2 separate regions of the Mus musculus genome follow, and region 2 is linked to region 1. A link is a contact called in public Hi-C data. All regions are on one chromosome and are shown on one strand. Each heading gives the region's core, a stretch centred on a gene start, on an enhancer-like site or on the middle of the called end of the contact. The rest is flanking DNA. Distances are from core to core; before and after follow the strand shown.

Evidence for each region. Hi-C and Micro-C count contacts between places; a contact is called where the count stands out from the background.
Region 2: a Hi-C map of bone marrow-derived macrophages shows a contact between it and region 1, with 40 read pairs. The contact joins two enhancer-like sites. A contact is called at or near these places in 3 of 15 datasets of contacts at CTCF or cohesin (CD8 T cells, the NIH/3T3 cell line and large pre-B cells), 7 of 484 Hi-C or Micro-C datasets (bone marrow-derived macrophages, embryonic fibroblasts, embryonic stem cells and 3 more), 15 of 115 datasets of contacts at active chromatin or transcription factors (CD8 T cells, the HPC-7 cell line, bone marrow-derived macrophages and 8 more) and 3 of 9 other capture datasets (adipose tissue, liver and pancreatic islet).

What each region holds. Positions count from the first base shown.
Region 1 is chr7:80,424,326-80,427,025 of GRCm38.p6, forward strand. No RefSeq gene overlaps it. Among named protein-coding and RNA genes, the nearest start is that of Gm44851, 21 kb to the left of the region's middle. Within about 2 kb of position 1,361, at least 68 of the 459 cell types and tissues checked have an H3K27ac peak or open chromatin away from gene starts, as enhancers often do. A contact at or near this core is called in the HPC-7 cell line, adipose tissue, bone marrow-derived macrophages and 1 more, where this site is marked.
Region 2 is chr7:80,581,016-80,583,758 of GRCm38.p6, forward strand. No RefSeq gene overlaps it. Among named protein-coding and RNA genes, the nearest start is that of Gm42398, 26 kb to the left of the region's middle. Within about 2 kb of position 1,351, at least 106 of the 459 cell types and tissues checked have an H3K27ac peak or open chromatin away from gene starts, as enhancers often do. A contact at or near this core is called in the HPC-7 cell line, adipose tissue, bone marrow-derived macrophages and 1 more, where this site is marked.

The DNA.
Region 1 (2,700 bases), core at 111-2,610:
GGAAGCTTTCTCTTTCCACTTTGTGGGTTCTGAGGATTGAACTCAGATTGTCAGGTTTAGTGATGGGGCGGGGGGGGTGTTGTCTGCTTAGCCACTCTGCTAGTGGGAGTGCTAAGATTTTGAGACTGTGCCACCATGCCCAGCTTCCCTGGAAGACACTACAAGGACGAACGGTGGGAGGGATGCTGTGGCCAGCAGAGGCCAAGACCAAAGGGCCAGGTGTCCACTTGGTGACTGCTGCAGGATCCAGCTGAGCAGTGGGCAGCCCTGAATGCAAATGGTAGGTGTGTGTGGCTGTAGGTAGACTGGACAGGATTCAGTGGAGGCTTGGACATGGGTAAAACAAGCCAAACTCAGAACCAAAGATGACTCCTTGATTTGGAGCTAAATGCAGGGATGGTAGGGTGATCTGCTGAGACAGGAAAGCCATGGAAGAGGATATGGTGGGCGATGCCACTTAACGATGTCCAGAAGAGACTGGAGAGATAGCTTAGGGGTTAAGAGAACTGGCTGCTCTTCCAGAGCCAGGTGTTGGTTCCTAGCTCCAAGGCAGAGATTAATGCCCTTCTGTAACTCCAGTTCCAGGCGATCGGGTGCCCTCTTCTGGCCACCTTGGGTATGTATTCATGAGCTGCACAGACGTAAATGCATGGAAAAGCACCTATACCATACACCAAAAAAATGAGGAGTACAGCACCTAGCCAACTATGGTGGCGCACACCTTTAATCCCAGCACTCAGGAGGCAGAGGCAGGTGGATCTCTATGACTTTGAGGTCAGCCTGATCTACAGAGTGAGTTCCAAGACACCCAGGGCTACACAGAGAAAAAAACCTTGTTTCAGGGGGAAATAAGTCAGTGTGGTGACAGTAACCCCAGCCTAGCTTTTCATGACCTTGGTACCTGGCCTGGTAGCACACACCTTTAATCCCAGCCCTTGAAAGGCAATCTCTGTAACTTTGAGGGTAGCCAGCTAGGGTTACACAGTGAGACCTTGTAACTTTAATTGTTTCAAATCCTATTTTTAATGGTGGTTCTTAAACACTTTAACCTTCCTTGTAAGCCACCACCCACCAGAGGTAGTGGGAAAAAAAGGATATGGTGTGTGGGGGTGGGGGTGGGGGAAGTGGACCTGTTTAGAAAGGATCTTGGGAGCAACTCCCATCTGTATTGTCTGGAAATCAGCAGTTCAGTTCCCAGAGTCAGTAGTGACAGCTCCATCCACTCACAAACACCTCACAGATACACCAGCAGTCCGGTTCAGTAGGTCGGGTTAGCAACAGTGGTGACACAACCTAGCAGAGACAGCCAGGCCTTAGCCTAGGCTTGAGTCAAGAGGAGGAACCAACAGGAACCCCCAGAGAAGCTCTCGTCTGTGCATCTCTCAGGGAAGTGAAGATCATTGAAGATGCAAGAGCCACAAGCATTGCACTGCTAGCTGTCCCAGCAAGCCAAGCTGTCTCTGTCACCATGGAGTCCTATTTATACCTCCAAACATCACGTCTTCCACATGTCTTGCCTCAGCACGTCCATCCAATCAGCCCAAGTCTGCAGAAGCAGCAACAAACTGCAGCACACCACCAAAAATTTTTCCGTGGTTTCTCTCTTTGGTGTCCCAGCAAATGTAGCTCAACTGCTCAGTGTAAGGCAGAGCAATGCATGCGTGCTGTTAGCAAAGACTCCATCATGCTTCATCACTCCTCCTTTCACGTGCTTGCTTTAGCAGAGCATCCTCTCTCCTGTGTCTGCTTCAGCACAATGTTCCTTCATGAGTCTGCCTTAGCCTTTCACACCTGTGTCCACTTCTGGAAAACACCCCTTCATGTGTTTGATCCAGCAAAACACCGTCCAACTAACTTTCCAAAGAACCCTTAAGTTTCCACTTCAAGACCCTGTCTCAAAAAAGGAAGGAAAGGAAGTCTTTATAAAATGCCTACTGCCACATCAGCTGGATGCAGTTCTCTTAGGGCCTTGCACTAGGTCTGATTGCGGGATCACTTGCCAGCTCTAAGGCCTGGGTCAGTGACTTCTCCTGAATAGTTTCTCCTCCTCCTCCTCTTCTTCCTTTCCCTCCTCTTCCTCCTCCTCCTCTTCCTCCTTCCATGGCCTCCTTCGGTTGCCAAGGGTCATGTGCAACAATACAAACAGAAGCAGGAACTCAGCAAGTGACAGTTCCCGGTCCCTGGGTAGTAGTGGTGCAATTGGCAACAGGCACGTGGCTTCCTTTTTCTCTCTGACTCAGGCGGCTGCTTGTCTGACCCAAGCTGGTCCTGAGCTCGCTCTGTGGCTGAGGCTGATCTGTCTGCCTCTGCTCTCCAAGTGCAGGCCTTACTGGCCTGAGTCACCACACCCCACGATCTGCTGGGTTCAGTGAGTTTACCTTGTGCACAGGTTAGGCAAAGCTCACCAAGAGGACAGGGAAGACGGGGAGGGGACATCGTAACCCTGTATCTGAAATAAAGGAGGGGTGGCTTCCATTATTCAGAATAGAGTGGCATTGCCTGTGTCAAAATAGCAGAAGGACTGGGAAGACGCAAACAAAGAAATGGAACAGGAGAAAACCAACTAAGCCAGGTGTTGTCATGCATGCCTGTCAGCACAACACTTAGGAAGCTGAGGCAGGAGGATCACCATGAGCTCAAGGACAGCCAAGTCTACAAAGTGAGACTCAGTGGGGAGAGGGATGGAAGATGGGGGTAAGG
Region 2 (2,743 bases), core at 101-2,600, 160 kb after region 1:
GGCCCAGGTAGCCTCCAGCTTGCAGAACTCCGTCCTGGGCCCAATAAAAGACCTGTAGATGTTTGCAGAGGTTTGTTTGTTTGTTTGTTTTTTGGAGAGAATCAAAGCCCCTGAAGAAACCACCAGAGGAAAAGCCTGATTTTAAAGGGTTGGAACAAGTAACAAGCAAACATTGTTAGAGGTTGGTCTGGAGGCTCCTGAGGCTACGTAGGCATTGGTATCTTGAGAAGGTAGAGCAGAGCTGCCGGCTCCCAGCTGCTCTGGAGCCAGCACAGCTGCAGAGGCAGCCATGAGACCTTTCTGAGTAGTCCCAAACACTAAGGTGTTCACTTCAGAAGTCGTGGGCCCATTGCTTCTCAGAAATCATTTTCTCATGGTTTGAGGTCTTTGTAATAAAGGACTCACTTTAATATAAAGAATAACCAGAGGTGGTGGGATAGGCCTGTAATTCCAGCACTGGGGAGGTGGAAAACAAAAAGTGGGGAGTTCAGAAGTTGTTCTCAAAATGCAGCAGTTGGAGACTGGTATGGACTATAGAACAATAGCTAACAATAAATAACAATAGCAACAGAATCCAAAGACTAACAGCAGAAATGGAGGATGCTCATCCTGTAGTGATGGGGAGGGGAGGTGGGGCGTCCCTCTCTTTATCTGATAAAGAAACTGAGGCAGAGAGCAACCACCAGCTTGCCTCTTTTTCACAGTAAAGGGTGGAGGGCAGACATTAACCCCAGTGTCTCACTAGAGAGTCCATATGCTTAGGCCCCATGTCTGCTCCTGAATGGGGACCCTGTTTGCTTCTATGGTCCTGGCTGATGTCGGGATGTTTCTTTTCACTCCCAGAAGGATCTGGTTTGGGCAATGCATGTCCTTTGCTATCACAGGAAGACACTGGTGGACAGTTTGCAAAGCCTAGCCTACAGCTGCTGTGTCCATGGATTCTGGCCCCTGGGTCTCCTTCTCTTGGGCCCCTCCTGTGAGATGCTTCATGAAGCAGCTAAGATTTCCTACTTCAGGGGCTCGTGTTGATACTCAGAAAACCATTCAACTTTCTCCCTGCTCCCTCCCAAGGGAAAAGCAGTCTGTCCTTACCCATGTTGTCAGCAGTTAGTCTGTCTTTATCCATGGTGTTGCCATTGTAGTTAGGGGTGGGCAATCACAGCCCAGAAATAGAAAATGGAAAGTTCCAGAGATGCATTTTTCTCTTTCTCTTGGCCTTTTTGTTTTTGAGTCAGAGCCTCAGGTAGCCCAGGATAGCCTCAGATTCACTATCCTCCTGCCTCCACCTCCAACGCGCTCAGGCTACAGGCATGTGCATCACAATGGGGAAGTCTTGCTTCCCCACGGGTATATGTGAACCAGAGGCAAGGACTGTCTAAATCAATTCTGACTTCCCAGTTCCCAGCTCAGTAGCCTCCAGCACCATCTCTCTCTCTCTCTCTCTCTCTCTCTCTCTCTCTCTCTCTCTCTCTCTCTCTCTCTCACACACACACACACACACACACACACACACACACACACACACAGAGTCAGGACTGCCCGGTTATTTTCTTTAGTTCCAAATTCTAACACTTCAACCATCCATCACCAACTCCGAGTCAGGACTCCCGTACTTATATTGGGAGGCATAGCAGCACAGTAGTTTTTTTTCTTGTTTGTTTGTTTGTTTGTTTTTCCCTATCAATTTCCCCCAGGCATCAGGCATAAATCAGGCTGTTGTAAAACCTTCAAGGTTGGCAGCAGAGAATCCAGACACCTGTGGCTGGGACTAGCTCAGCCCTTCTGGCAAAGATTCCCTGATGACAAAGGCTTAGGAGGAATGGGTGGGGGATGAGGAGTGGGAAGCCCATTCTGCAAGGACAGGCCAGAGCACGGAGTCCACACCCGGAACAGCGGCCAAACAATGGTGGGAGCGAAGGTTACCGGACAGGATGTAAATAGTGCAAGCCTTGACAATGAGAAAACTCAAACTCATAAAATGTGGGAGGGGAAGGAGCCCGGAAGTGGTGACGAGCTCATTTCCTCTCCTAAACTCGGGTCCTCGGGAGATGCCGTCTGTCCGTCTGTCTGTCCGCAGTCCCAGTCTGTCAAAAGCACAAGTCAAGCACTTAGTATTGTTCTTTGAAAAAACGTATTAGCGACGTAAAAAGCATGTGACTCTTTGTGGCTTGGTAACTTTCCCCATCACATCTAGATTTCCTTTTGTTCTGTTAAACAGAATTTTTTTTTCTTAAAAGCACACTATTACTGGGGCGCATTCCCCTACCGCTGATCCTTTCTCTATCATCCACGGTGCACACCTCTCTACCAAAGCTGCCTGGGTACCAGCCAGCCCCAGTGATTTCTAGGAGTTCCAGGTTCCAACCACTTGAAAGCCTAGCCTCAGGGGTGTGGCTCGGCGCTGTTTTGCATCTGTGATCATGAATGTGCACATTTATAAAAACAAGGCTCTTTCTTTCTGGACAGTGGTAGAGATCAATTCAGGGTTTCACTTTCTTCCCCAGGCCAGTAAAGCCCTTTAAAACACCTTTTTTTTTTTTTTAAATTTTACATTAAAAAAAATGCATCCAGTGCCTACAGAGGCCAGAAAAGGGCATAGGCTCCCTGGAACTGGAGTCTTGAATGGTTGTGAGCTGCCGTGCAGGTGCTGGGAATTGAGTCTGGGTTCTCTGAAGAGCAGTCAGTGATCTTAACCACTGAGTTCCCTCTCCAGCACCTCTCTCTCTCTCTCTCTCTCTCCATA